Regions from separate parts of the Sus scrofa genome. Here all the other regions are linked to region 3. Evidence: chromatin contacts called from public Hi-C and HiChIP or PLAC-seq data. All regions are on one chromosome and are shown on one strand. The core of a region is the stretch at or near the end of the contact, and the rest is flanking DNA. Distances in the headings are between cores, read along the strand shown. Region 1 overlaps TSC22D3 (TSC22 domain family protein 3). Region 2 overlaps TSC22D3 (TSC22 domain family protein 3). Region 3 has its middle 53 kb from the start of PRPS1.

Region 1 (3,937 bases), core at 1,312-3,811, 62 kb after region 3:
AGGTGGGCCTTGCTTTAAGCGAACCGGACAGAGGAAAACCTCAGCGCGACAAGCGGGCAGGGATGCACAGCTGTGAGGTCCCGACCTATCCCTGGGAGCTCTCAAAGCCACATCTGGTCCAAATAATCATACCAGTAGCTGCCACGTACTGATCGCTTAGTGGGCACTGTCCTCGGAGCATTACATCCATTAGCCTTTTGAACCTTGTCAACAGTTATGGATCGTTGACAGTAGGAACTGGGCATTGGATTATCATTAGGCCCAGTCTCTGGATGAGGAAACTGAGGCTCAGAGAGGTTTGGTGCCTGGCCTAGGGTACCCCAGCTAGTAGTGGCAGAGGAGAGGTGCGAAGCCCTGGCGTGCGATTCTAGAGCTCGGGGCTGTCTCTAGCTGGGCCTCTTGCTTTGTGTTGAGATTTCTAGGCAGGGCTGCATGCTTGGCACGAATGGCCATTCACACTGAACCCCCTTCATCCCAGCTGCAGGGGAACTGGAAACGGGCCTTTATCAAGGTCAGGAAGGGGAAGCCCCCAGGTGGGAGCCGGTTCCTTCCACTGACAAAAGGATTCCCATTGCAATTCCCTGGACCAGGAGAGCCCCCTAGCATGTCAGGGGGGAATGGATCTGCATTTCGTTTCAGGCCTGGCGCACTGTTTAAAGGCAACTGCTTGATCAGACACAGGGAAGGCCCCTCCTAATTGCAAACAAATACCAACTACGCAGACACCAGGCTGGGGAAGGGACAAAAGACTCAGTATAATCCAGTATAAGGAAAGACGAAATGTAAACACGCAATCTGAAACAAAATGTCACCAATCATGGTGTTGGTGTCGGTGCAGGGCTGGCCCCCAGCCTAAACCGTGAAGTAGGAGTCTGTCTTCAGAACCTTCCTGCTTCCTTTTCAGGTACCTTCCTCCTGCCTGTCCCCGCGGGCGCCTGTGCCCTCCTGCTGCCCAGGGTTCCGTGGGTCCCCTCACTACTGTTTAGAGGCACCTTGCCCTTGCTAGCAATGCCCCTTTTATTTTTATTTTACTACTTTTTTTTTTAGGGCCGCACCTGTGGCATAGGAAGTTTCCCAGGCTAGGGGTTGAATCAGAGCTGTAACCACTGGCCTATGCCAGAGACAGAGCAATGCCAGATCTGAGCCGTGTCTGCGACCTACACCAAAGCTCACGGCAATGCCGGATCCTTAACCCACTGAGCAAGGCCCGGGATTGAACCTGCGTCCTCCTGGATGCCAGTCAGATTCATTTCCACTGAACCGCAACGGGAACTCCAGCAATGCCCCTTTTAAAGGGGACTCTTAGTCTCTTTCTCCTGCAAATCATAAGTACCCGGCCTTATGGGCCCATCCTAAAAAACAAATCGGGGAAATGTGTTGGTATACATGGCAGGTAATGTCTTAACGGGCTCTGCATAGATCACGAGGCTTTAGCTTTCAGTGGTATAATTCGAGGCATGGGTAGGGGCATGACGGTGGGGAGGGAACAAGCTGGGGGGGGGCAATGGTGAGAGGGGGGAGATTGCTCATAAGAGATCTTCCAATCTTGCCAAGTAGGCCATGCACTGCTCTGACTATAGGTTAAGTCTGGCTCTGCACAGAGGAATAAATGCTCTGCCCTTACACTCGTGCTGTGTTCTTTCCAGAGCATGGTGGAAAGGGCACTGGGAAACTGGGATACTGGGATAGTAGTCAGGACACCGGGTCTGGCCTGGTTTTGACCCTGGCCACCAGAACAACCTTGAAAAAGCCTCATAACCACCCTGTGCCCCAGTTGCCCCTACATGTAAAATGACGGGACGGAGGCTACGAATTTCTATGTATTTGATGAATGATATCCCTATTTAGACCGAGAGCTCCATGACACCATACAGCGAGGGCCTGTAACGGTGTCTGGCACATAGTAAGTGCTCAGCAAAAGGAGTAATTGCATGAAGGGAGGAAGGAATAGTAAAAGTGACTTCCAAGGTTGCTGCCAGTTCTAAAAGTCCCAGCCTTGAGGTCTTCAGATATAGCTCTTTACGGCTGTGCCCCTGAGTGTAGACGCCCAGGCCAAGGGCGGAGCGAGGGCTTCAGGCGCCCTTGCCCTTGGGACCAGAGGGTACAGGGGCAACCTGCACCATGGAGGCACAGCCTCTGGGACCAAAGGCAGCAGGCAAGAGCTTCCAGGAGGCCCAGGAGGCTTGCAGGATGCTGGATGGGGGATGGCGAGGAATGTAGGAAGGGCAGGGTCGGTCAGAAGGAGTCAGGAGAGCAACGTTTACACAGTTTTCTGTAAAACGGGAAGCTGAGATAACAGACTTGATGGGTGTCTGGACTGAGGTAGGAAAAGTGCCGAGTTGCATGGTGACTCAAGGTCAGGAGCTGGAATGGGGCCCAGAGTTCTCAAGCCTCTGCTCACCCCCTTGGGACTGGCCCCTGGCCCCAGGCCAGCTCCCTGAATAGCTCCCCCACCCCCACCCACTCGTCCACAATTCCAGCTTCTTAGGCTAACCTGCTTCCCTGTTCAGCCCTGCTGGCTGCCCCCCTAACCTCTCCCCCGCCCCCACGGCGACATGAAGTCCTCCCTCAAGGACTCCGGGGCAGTCATCCATTAGAATTCTCGGAGGCCAGGCAGACTTGCCCCCCTCCTCAGCATCGCCCGCATTCTCACTCTGACGCAACTCCTCCCTTTCTTACGCAAAAGGGGTAGGTTTGCCAGTGCTGCCTCCCCTCCTAATATGCCCCCTGCCCTCTCCTCCCCCTCCCCACTCCATGGCCCGGCTTTTCCTTAGGAACACTCCCAGGCATTATTCTCAGGCGCTGAGATAGTCCCCATGTCCCCTACTCTTTCTTCCAGCACCCTTTCACTTTTTTTTTTTTTTTGTCTTTTAGGGCTGCATCCTATGGAGGTTCCCAGGCTAGGGATCGAATTGGAGCTGCAGCCGTGCCAGATCCGAGCTGCGTCTGCGACCTACACCCCGGCTCATGGCAATGCCGATCTTTGACCCACTGAGCGAGGCCAGTGATTGAACCCATATCCTCATGGATGCTAGTCGGGGTCCCTAACCCCTGAGCCACAATGGGAACTCCCCCTTTAGCATTTTAACGGGGGCCACAGTTTCAAACCAGGAGAATGCATCTTTAAGAATGAAATTTAAGGAGTTCCCACTGTGGCGCAGCGGAAACGAATCCAACTAGGAACCATGAGGTTCCGGGTTTGATCCCTGGCCTCACTCAGTGGGTTAAGGATCTGGTGTTGCCGTGAGCTGTGGTGTAGGTTGCAGACGCGGCTCGGATCCCGCGTTGCTGTGGCTCTGGCGTAGGCTGGTGGCTACAGCTCCGATTGGACCCCTAGCCTGGGAACCTCCATATGCTGCTGGTGTGGCCCTAAAAGGACAAAAAGACCAAAAAAAAAAAAAAAAGAATGAAATTTCATATATTAGCAGAGAGAGAGATTTACGGGCCTGGGTTTTTTGGCCCAGAATTCCTGAGATACCGCTGTGGAGGTGATTACCTCCATACTTTGGATGCTCATTAGGCCAGTTCTGTTTTTCGCTGCCCCAGGAGTCGGGAGACCAAAGTGCGGGTCCCTTCTCTGCCATGAAAACTGTCTGTGTAACCTCGGGCAAGTCACTTAATCTCGCCGAGTCTCGGTTTCTTCATCTGTCAAATGGAAGCAATTACCCCTGCCCTACCTACCTTGACAGGGATGCTATGAAAATTAAAGGAGACCTTGTGTGTGTGTGTGTGTGTGTGTGTGTGAGAGAGAGAGAGAGAGAGAGGGAGAGAGAGAGAGACAGACAGACAGACAGACAGAGACAGAGACATAGACAGAGACAGAATGACAGAGAGAGAGTGTATTTTCTAAATGGCAAGGCCTGGGACAAAGAGCAGGTATCTTGGCTCCCCGCTGCTGTGCTTGAAGGTAACTTGGGTACCTGGCAGAGCCCTCTTT
Region 2 (4,343 bases), core at 1,344-3,843, 42 kb after region 3:
TTTTTTGGGGCTTCCCAGTGCCTACCAAAGTTATGCTTACCTTATACTGTAGCCTATTAGGTGTGCAATAGCATTATGCCTGAAAAAACAATGTACAGACCTTATTTAGAAAATACTTGGAATTCCGTCGTGGCTCAGCAGAAACGAATCTCCCTAGCATCCACGAGGACGCAGGTTTGATCCCTGGCCTCGCTCAGTGGGTTAAGGATCTGGCATTGCCATGAGCTGTGGTGTAGGTTGCAGACAGGGCTTGGATCCCTAGTTGCTGTGACTGTGGTGTAGGATGGCAGCTTTAACTCTGATTTGACTCCTAGTCTGGGAACCTCCATGTGCCGAGAGTATGACCCTTAAAAAAGACCCGAAAAAGAAAAAGAAAATACTCGGAGTTCCCATCGTGGCTCAGTGGTTAACGAATCCGACTAGGAACCATGAGGTTGTGGGTTCTATCCCTGGCTTTGCTCAGTGGGTTAAGGATCCGGCGTTGCCATGAGCTGTGGTGTGGGTCGCAGACGCGGCTTGGATCCCGTGTTGCTGTGGCTCTGGCATAGGCCGACGGCTACAGCTCTGGACCCCTAGCCTGGGAACCTCCATATGCTGCAGGAGCAGCCCAAGAAATGGCAAAAAGACAAAAAAAAAAAAAAAAAAGAAGAAGAAGAAGAAAATACTCGATTGTGAAAAAATTCTAGCCTTCATCAAGTTATAACATCAAAGATGACTGATCACAGGTCACCGTAACAAATATAACAAATGAAGAAATTTAAAATATTGAAAGAAAAACCACCATGTGACACGGAGACACGAAGTGAGCAAATGCTGTTGGGAAAATGACACTGATAGGTTTGTTCGATGCAGAGGTAGCCAGAAAACTTTAATTTGAAAACAAAAAGCACGGAGTATCCATGAAGCGCAATAAAGCGAGGTATATCTGTACTAAAAGTTCAACTACTCTGGGGTTGGGGGAGATCTGAGAATAGTTTTGGCATTTGAAAGTGGCGCTTGGGGAGTTCCTGTTGTGGTGCAACAGTAACGAATCCAACTAGTATTCAGGAGGATGCAGGTTCGACCCAATTCAACCCCTAGCCTGGGAACTTCCATATGCCCCGGGTGCAGCCCTAAAAAGACAAATCATAAAAATAAAAAATAAAAAAAAAATAAAAGGGATGTTCTTGCACAAAGACTGGGATCCAGTACCCCACGGGATCAGTGGCAGCCGTGGGCGTGGTACCAAGCTCCCTGGCTCTCAATTTTCTTGGCCATGACATGGAGTTAAATCGTGTAAGCGACTTTTTCCTTCTTTTTTTTTGGTTTTGTCCATGGCATGAGGAAGTTCCTGGGCCGGGGATCGAAACCGCCCCCCCCCGCCACAGCAGTGATCAGAGCCACTGCAGTAACAATGCCAGGTCCTTAACCCACTGTGCCACAAGGGAACTCTGTAAGTGCCTCTTTTCCTAAGGGCAGGAAACATGGATTTCGGGGAGGGCTGGCTGCAAAGGGTTGGATGAGATGACAGATAGGAGGGTCCTGGGAGAGGGGGCATGTCCAGGCAGGGGAGCATTGGCTGCGCCCAGAAGCCCAAAGCCTGCGAAGGTCTTTCCAGGAGCAGTGCATTCTTTTGCCTTGCCCCACCCTTTCTTGGTTTTCTGTGGAACAACAATAACAAGAGCTGCTCCTCTATGTGACTAACAAACAGCCACAAAGTTCCTCTTATCTAGTCTAGCAACCGCTGTGGCCTCAGAAGTTGCAGTGTTTGTCTCTGTTTAGTCACGGTTGCCTAGGCAACCGAGTGGTTCTCTCTTTCCCACTGTGTGACTGTGGGTATGTTTTTTCCCCTTTCTCGTAGGGAAGGGCTGGATGACCAGAGAGGGCTGTGTGCTTGCTGGGCCAGCTTCTGGGTTTCCTTTTTTTTCCTCTGTTGGTTCTTGTTTGGCTGGAAATCAGGGCGTGGGAAGTCTGTAGATGAGCCGAAAAGTCCCTCAGCTCTTCTTGAGGCAGGGAGGGGATGGGAGTGAGTGGGAACTGGGGAGATCCCTGTTGGGTTGGGGCCAGAGGTGGGGGAAGCTGGGCAAGTAGCTGCCTGATCCAAAGTCTAGATATCCATTTCAGCAGCTGTGGAATCTGTACAGCCACGAGATCGATCGAGTGGGCAGGTATAGACAATGAACTTGGCATCATGAGTAGAGAGGTGAGGAGCAAGGGTGGGAAATTGGGATTGGAGAGGCCAGCAAGCAGGAGTTTGTCACGTTCCAAAGCAGAGTTTTAGTGACTGGAAACGAACGGGCCAACCCAACGTAACTGACACTTACAGCGAAGGAAGGCTGACCTTTTAAATATATTTAGAAATTGATGGGTGCAAGGAAGGGGGCTGAGACCTCTGGGTCCTTGAGGTTTATGACTCAGCAACATCAAGGAGTTCTTTTAAATTTCAAGTGACAAAGGGAAACCAGGGGGCTGAGAACACAGCTCAGGGGCCACGGTGGCTCCAGGTGAGGGCACGGTGGAGGAGACAACGAATGCCCATTGACAGAGTATCAGAGAAATGGCAGCACTCCAAATGCCAGAGACAGGGGGCCGGCGAAAGGGTGAGGATGATGGGTGAGGATGACCCCCAAAGACAGGAAGAGTAGGGAATGGGGCGTCCGGGTCCTTAGACTTGGCCCTGCTCATGAGGCCGGTGGGTCTTGTAAGCATACTTTCAGCAGCGACAAGTGGAGCAGTGGGGCTTGAGAGCCTCTTTCCTCGGGGGAGAGGGATGGGGTTCGGGCCGCTGCATACATTCTGCATCCTTTTCTCACTAAGGCCCTCTTAGCGCCTTTTCTGACATCAGGGCTCCCCTGCGGATGGGTATTAAGGACAATGCACCAAGTGGTGGGATGATGTTTTCTGAGGAGGGAAGGGGCCCACTTGTGTTTATCTGGTTCCTCTCTTCTTGCTCCCTCACATGTATCCCACTTTTTCTTTTCTTCTTCTTCTTTTTTTTTTTTTGTCTTTTTTTAGGGCTGCACCTGCAGCATATGGAGGTTCCCAGGTCAGGGGTTGAATCGGAGCTACAGCTGCCGGCCTACGCCACAGCCACGGCCACGCCAGATCTGAACCTGGTCTGCAACCTACCCCACAGCTCACAGCAACGTCGGATCCTTAGCCTACTGAGCGAAGCCAGGGATCAAACCTGCATCCTCTTGGATGCTAGTCAGATTCTCAGATTCGTTTCTGCTGAGCCATGACGGGAACTCTTACTTTTTTTTTTCTTTGCTTTTGAATTAAAGTATGGTTGATTTATAATGTTGTGCCAATTTCTGCTGTTCGGCAAAGTGACTCAGCAGTGTGTGTGTGTGTGTGTGTGTGTGTTCCTTTTCCTATATTATCCTCCATCATGGTCCATCTCAAGACCAGATATAGTTCCCTGTGCTGTAGGACTTCAGTGCCCATACACTCTTAATGCAATAGTTTGCATCTACAAACTCCAAGTTCCCAGTCCAACCCATTCCCTCCCCTCTCCCACCCTGCCCTTTTCTTTAGGGCTTTCTTGGGATATCCACCCCCCCCAATCACTTCCTTGAGCTGAAGTTGTGTCCGTTGCCACCTCGCCACTCACTCCAAAGCTGTACTATGAAAGCTGGAGCGAGAGAGGATTGGGTCCCAGTTCGCCATAATAGCTGAGTGACTTTGGGCAAGTCACTTAAACTGGCTGAGTCTCAGCCTCCTCACCTGTACATGGGGTATGGTGATGGTTCCACGAGATCGTGGCTGTAGGGGTGCCAGTGAAGCAACAGTGAGTCAGAAAAACAGCATCCCCCGACCATAGGCGGGGGCCTCTACCCCCCCATTGCATTTTAAACTCAGTCAGACACCAGCTTTATTTTTAGAAAAAAAAAGAGCAAAGTTTATTGAAATTTCAAGCTACATTTGAAAAATCAAAATCCAAATCCTGGAGACATAACATCAGGATAAGGTGTCGGAAAGTGGAAAGTGTTCACGGCCACAGAACTCCCTAGAGACAAGCTCCCTGAGCACATTACCCAGGCACTGTCGGGTCAAAGCCATTCCCTTGTCCACCCCTTATCCGCAAGAGGACACCTGCAAGCTAGTTGTTCTGCTCACTTGAAAGTTTTCCACAAACATAAAAAAAAAAAAAAAAAAGTTTTCGAATGACGATGTGAAGTCCCAGCTGATCTTCTCTCAACCCCATTCTATGTAGTCAGCACCAGTGAATGGTGGGTTTGGCGTTCAAAAGAGGACCTCACACGCCTTCAGGGGACAGACGGGGCAAGGGGTGCAGCAGCAAGGCATTCGGAGGCTGGCCCCCCTCCCTGCCTTTACTCTTTTAGTTTTACTTAACCTAAAGG
Region 3 (4,172 bases), core at 1,282-3,781:
AGTCGCAGCCAATTGCTGCCATGGCCCCTGGCAACCCCAGCATTTTCGGCCCTCCGTGCACAAACATCCTGACCCCCCACCCCCCACCCGGAGAGACTGTCCCGCCCTCGCTGCCTTGCCGCGGTCTGCCAAACTCCCCCTTTCAAGCGTCAACACAAAAGTCCGCACTGCCTCTGGGACATCCCGCCTCACTTTTCCAGGAGGACGCGGGTGGGGGAGGGGCTGCTCCGTCCCAACTCCGCGCTCCGGAGCCTGGCACTTTCTTGGCCCGGGTCCCTCGAGGGCAGGCATCTTCCTCTGCTTATCTGTGTCTGTCGCGGCGCCTGGTTTGTAACAGGTGCCCCATCAGTGTTTGGAGGACGGCGGAGGAGACAGAAGTGATGGTCTTGACCCTATTAATAGACTCTATTAATAAGTCGCTTTACCCAACAGGACCAACTAGATAGGGCTAGCGTTGCTGATAAGAATGAACGCCTCTGAGCCTCCTTTCTCCTCTCGCCGCCTGGAAGTCCGAAACAATGTATCCCCACTGTTGCAGGTTCCTGAGGGGGAAGAGAGGTTTCGTCCAGCCAGCTGCTGCTGGCAGCTTTCCTGCGCCTTATTTGGCCCCAGCGGGAGCCCAGCAGCCCCTCCAGGTTCGCCAGCACACAATGGCTACAATGTGCGGGGGCTGCAGGGCTAAAGAGCCGTCTTGCTAGTCTCTATATTGTTTACACTGACTTAACAAAAGCACTGCACGCAAGGGGAGGGGTGCCAGCCTGAAAAGACCATCCACACAGGGATGGGGGCGGGGATAGTGGAGCCGGGAGTCAAATTCAAGACCAACCCTCCCCAGAAAACCGACTGAGGTGGCTCCTGCTATCTCCTGATTTTTTTTTTTTCTTTCTTCCCCAGTCAAGGAGGCACTGAGTAGGAGAAAGGAGACCTAAAGGACGGACTCCCATCTGTTTAGAGTTTACTAAGGAGCAGATGCTGCCCTGAGGGCTCTGTGTCCATTACATCATTTAATCCCTCATAATCCCTTGAGATAGATGCTATACCTATCGTCCCCGCATTACTGATGGAGAAACTGAGGCATGGTGCGGCCAAGTAGCTTGCTCAAAGTTACACTAGAAGCGAGGCAGGATTCAAGCCCCCCCACCCCCCAGCAGTCTGGCCCCAGAGCCCAAGCCCTTCATCGCTGCACCACACTGCTTCCCACTGATTGTACCAAGGCCATGGCAGCTGTGGTCGTGGTCCTGAGGATGCTGATAAAGAGGGCAACTGAGACAGACATGGTCTTCAAAAGGAGAGAATATGATCATAAATACACAGAGCAGAAATAGTCAATGAAACCCAGGGAGGCTCCCCAGTCAGAGTTGGTGCTGCGGATCTTTGGCAATGGGATGGCGGTAGGGTAGGGTGACGTGAAAAGCTTTTCCTAGAGGTGCCGACAGGTGCGCCGAGACAAAACAGAGCCAGGGTGGAAAGTTGTGATGGCAAGCTTCCTCTGAGGAGGGCCAGGCCACTAGCCTGCTGTGGGGAATGGGCTAATACCTCCATATCCACTCTTAGAGAGATGTCTCAAAGAAGTGAAAGCAGAGAGGAGCTCCCTGGTGGCTCAGCAGGTTAAGGATCAGATGTTGCCCCTGCTGTGGCTCTGGTTACTGCTGTGGCCCAGGTTTGACCCCTGGCAGGGGGACTTGAAGTGAAAGCAGAGATTGGAGCAGATCCTTGTACACCCACGTTCACAGCATTATTCAAAATAGCCCAAAGGCGAAAACCCAAACGTCTATCAGCGGACAAATGGGTAAACAAAAATGTAGTCTGTAATACAGTGGGGTATTGCTCAGCCTTAAAAAGAAAGAATAAAATGCTGACCCATGCTTCAAACTGGATGAACGTGGATGACATTAAGTGAAGGAAGCCATTCAAAACAGGACAAACAGTGAATGGGTCCACTTATACGAGGTACCTAGCACTGTCAAATTCATAGGGACAGAAAGTAGCATAGCAGTTGCCAGGACCTGGGGAGAGGAGGGGGTGGGGAGTGACTGCTTAATGGGTACAATTTCAGTTTGGGATGATGGAAAAGTCTGGAGATGGATAGTGGCCATGGTTGCACAACATGGGAATGCACTTAATGCCACTGTGTGGTACACTTAACATGGTTAAAACGGTTAAAAAAAAGATTAAAGAGACAGAAATAAAAACAGGGCCAGCCGCAGCCTGGTCCATCGAGCTTGCCGCCTACAAGGAAGGGTGATGGGTTCTGAGGTCCAAGAACAGAGCCTCAGAGGTCCCAGGCTGGTTATCCAGAGAGAGGAGCGGCAGTGAGCGTGCATTGCCTGAAGAGGGTGCCAGAGAGCTCTGGGAAGATGCCTCCCTTTAGCCACCTCCTCTCCCACCCCACCCCCAGGCTTCGCCTGCACACACACGCGCGCACACACACACACACACACACACACACACAAGCGCGCTCACCTACCGACTCCAGAGCTGACACTGCCGGCCAACCCAGCAGAAGCCGCGCTGGGTGTGGCCTGACTCCCAGGGAGTCCTGGGGAATCCCTGTAACTGGGCAAAGGTCATGCCTGCTTCTCCCAGCTTTTCCAGGCAGTACATCCTTTCCTCCGAGGCCCGAGCTGGCTTATTCTCCAGTGAAAAGATCGCTGGGAGGTGTTACCTGCTCAGTCCTCAGGATCGTCCTGGGCTGGCCGTCCAGTCCCAGTGGAAAGACCATAGACTCAGACTTGGGTTCAAATCCTGCTTCTGCCACTTGATGGTTTATGACCTTGGCCATCGTGTTTAACCTCTCTGGGCCTCCTGTTTGTCTGTAAGATGTGATTGACAAAAGCCCAGGGACGTCTCTCCAGTGGTTGCGAGGATTAAATGAGATATGTCAGGTGCTTTACAACAGTGCCTACCCATAGTGAGGTAAGCTATGGTGTGGGGTCTCTGGGAAAGGCGGTGACAGCCAGTCCCCAAAGAGTGCTGCCTTGCATCCCCCGTAGGCAGTTGCTGGGTGGCTCAGCAAAAAGGTGGCTTCAAAAAGGCATGGGGTGGGAATCGAAGAACCGGCAGTAGAGAGCAGGTGACAGTGCTGGCCTTCTACCCTGGGATGCCTTTAGGGAAGGGGAAGGGGAAGGGGGCGGGTCCATCTCCGAGTCTCCAGGGGCCAGCTGTACAGTAACAGCCTCTGTTTCGATTCCTCCCCTCTTGGTGTCTAAGCTTGTTTTTGTGGCTGGAGAGGAAAGGCATGGGCGGAGCTCCGCTGCACAGCACCGAGAACCACAAACCCGCCCCCGGAGTGAGGGTACAGAATGTACCCAGACTGCAAACCACACCCTTGTGGCTTGGGGAGGCCCCTGGGGCAGGCTGGGGAGCTGTCACACTACATTGTTTGAGCGCCCTGTGCCTAGCAACCGGCCTGGGATTCCACAGCATTCAGACAATGGGATGTCCCAAAGGGGGCCAGGACTGAGTTAAAGGACCTCCCCCCTCCCAAAGGGTCTCCCATTACCTACCGAGGAGCCATCTTATCTAAAGAGAAGTCCACAGACCCCTGGCATCCTCCTGGGGCCAAGTTAGGTCTGGAGCTGGCTTAGGAGAGCTTGCAGCCTAAGGCCACCATGAGGAGACATTCTTAGCCACGGCCAGACCCTCCTCCCCAAACCCCTTTAGGGCAAGAGATTCTATCTCCCTCCACCTGTGTGCACTGGCCCGAGGAAGCCACACTAGGGCTCCCAGAGCAGGGAAAGGAGGGAGACAGATGGGACATTTGGGGAGGGTGGAGACAGTTTCGCAGAGCCTGAAGTGACTTGAAAATGAAAGAAGATTGGGAGGAGGCCAAACCCAAAGGGGATGAGGGAAGGACTTCCTGTCGGATGAGCTGGAGAAAGAAGGTCCTTGGAAACCAGCATGTAATTCAGTGGGGACAAGTGCAAGGGGCTCGTTAGTGACAAAACCTAACAACATAATTTGGCTCAACACAAATAAACAAGAAAAACACCAAGTGAAAAAGGGAGTTGACCACAAGCTGAATATGAATCAGCCTCAAAATAGAGCATGGCTCACTTATGTTGGCCGCATTTTCCAAACCAAAGATCAGGACGCATATTTGACAAGGATGAATGTGCTTAGGGGAAACAAGCTTCAGTGTTTGAAACCGAGACTCTCTCCAGCAAACCTAG

What was found. Hi-C and Micro-C count contacts between places; a contact is called where the count stands out from the background. HiChIP or PLAC-seq counts read pairs in DNA pulled down with a chosen protein or histone mark.
Region 1: a contact with region 3 is called in an H3K27ac HiChIP or PLAC-seq map of alveolar macrophages. The contact joins two enhancer-like sites. A contact is called at or near these places in 10 of 47 Hi-C or Micro-C datasets (blood, embryonic fibroblasts, epiblast stem cells and 7 more) and 2 of 2 datasets of contacts at active chromatin or transcription factors (alveolar macrophages and skeletal muscle).
Region 2: a contact with region 3 is called in a Hi-C map of omental adipose tissue, with 2.6 times the contacts expected there. The contact joins two enhancer-like sites. A contact is called at or near these places in 1 of 5 promoter capture datasets (liver), 36 of 47 Hi-C or Micro-C datasets (adipose tissue, alveolar macrophages, blood and 18 more) and 2 of 2 datasets of contacts at active chromatin or transcription factors (alveolar macrophages and skeletal muscle).

Annotation. Positions count from the first base shown.
Region 1 is chrX:88,188,235-88,192,171 of Sscrofa11.1, forward strand. All of the region lies in intron 2 of TSC22D3 (TSC22 domain family protein 3), which reads right to left. Among named protein-coding and RNA genes, the nearest start is that of TSC22D3, 43 kb to the right of the region's middle. Within about 2 kb of position 2,562, at least 21 of the 83 cell types and tissues checked have an H3K27ac peak or open chromatin away from gene starts, as enhancers often do. A contact at or near this core is called in alveolar macrophages, liver and retroperitoneal adipose tissue, where this site is marked.
Region 2 is chrX:88,167,473-88,171,815 of Sscrofa11.1, forward strand. TSC22D3 (TSC22 domain family protein 3) reads right to left here. Exons shown (of 4, transcript XM_021080824.1): 4 at 3,853-4,343. Among named protein-coding and RNA genes, the nearest start is that of TSC22D3, 64 kb to the right of the region's middle. Within about 2 kb of position 2,594, at least 32 of the 83 cell types and tissues checked have an H3K27ac peak or open chromatin away from gene starts, as enhancers often do. A contact at or near this core is called in adipose tissue, alveolar macrophages, mesenteric adipose tissue and 2 more, where this site is marked.
Region 3 is chrX:88,125,885-88,130,056 of Sscrofa11.1, forward strand. No RefSeq gene overlaps it. Among named protein-coding and RNA genes, the nearest start is that of PRPS1, 53 kb to the left of the region's middle. Within about 2 kb of position 2,532, at least 24 of the 83 cell types and tissues checked have an H3K27ac peak or open chromatin away from gene starts, as enhancers often do. A contact at or near this core is called in adipose tissue, alveolar macrophages, liver and 3 more, where this site is marked.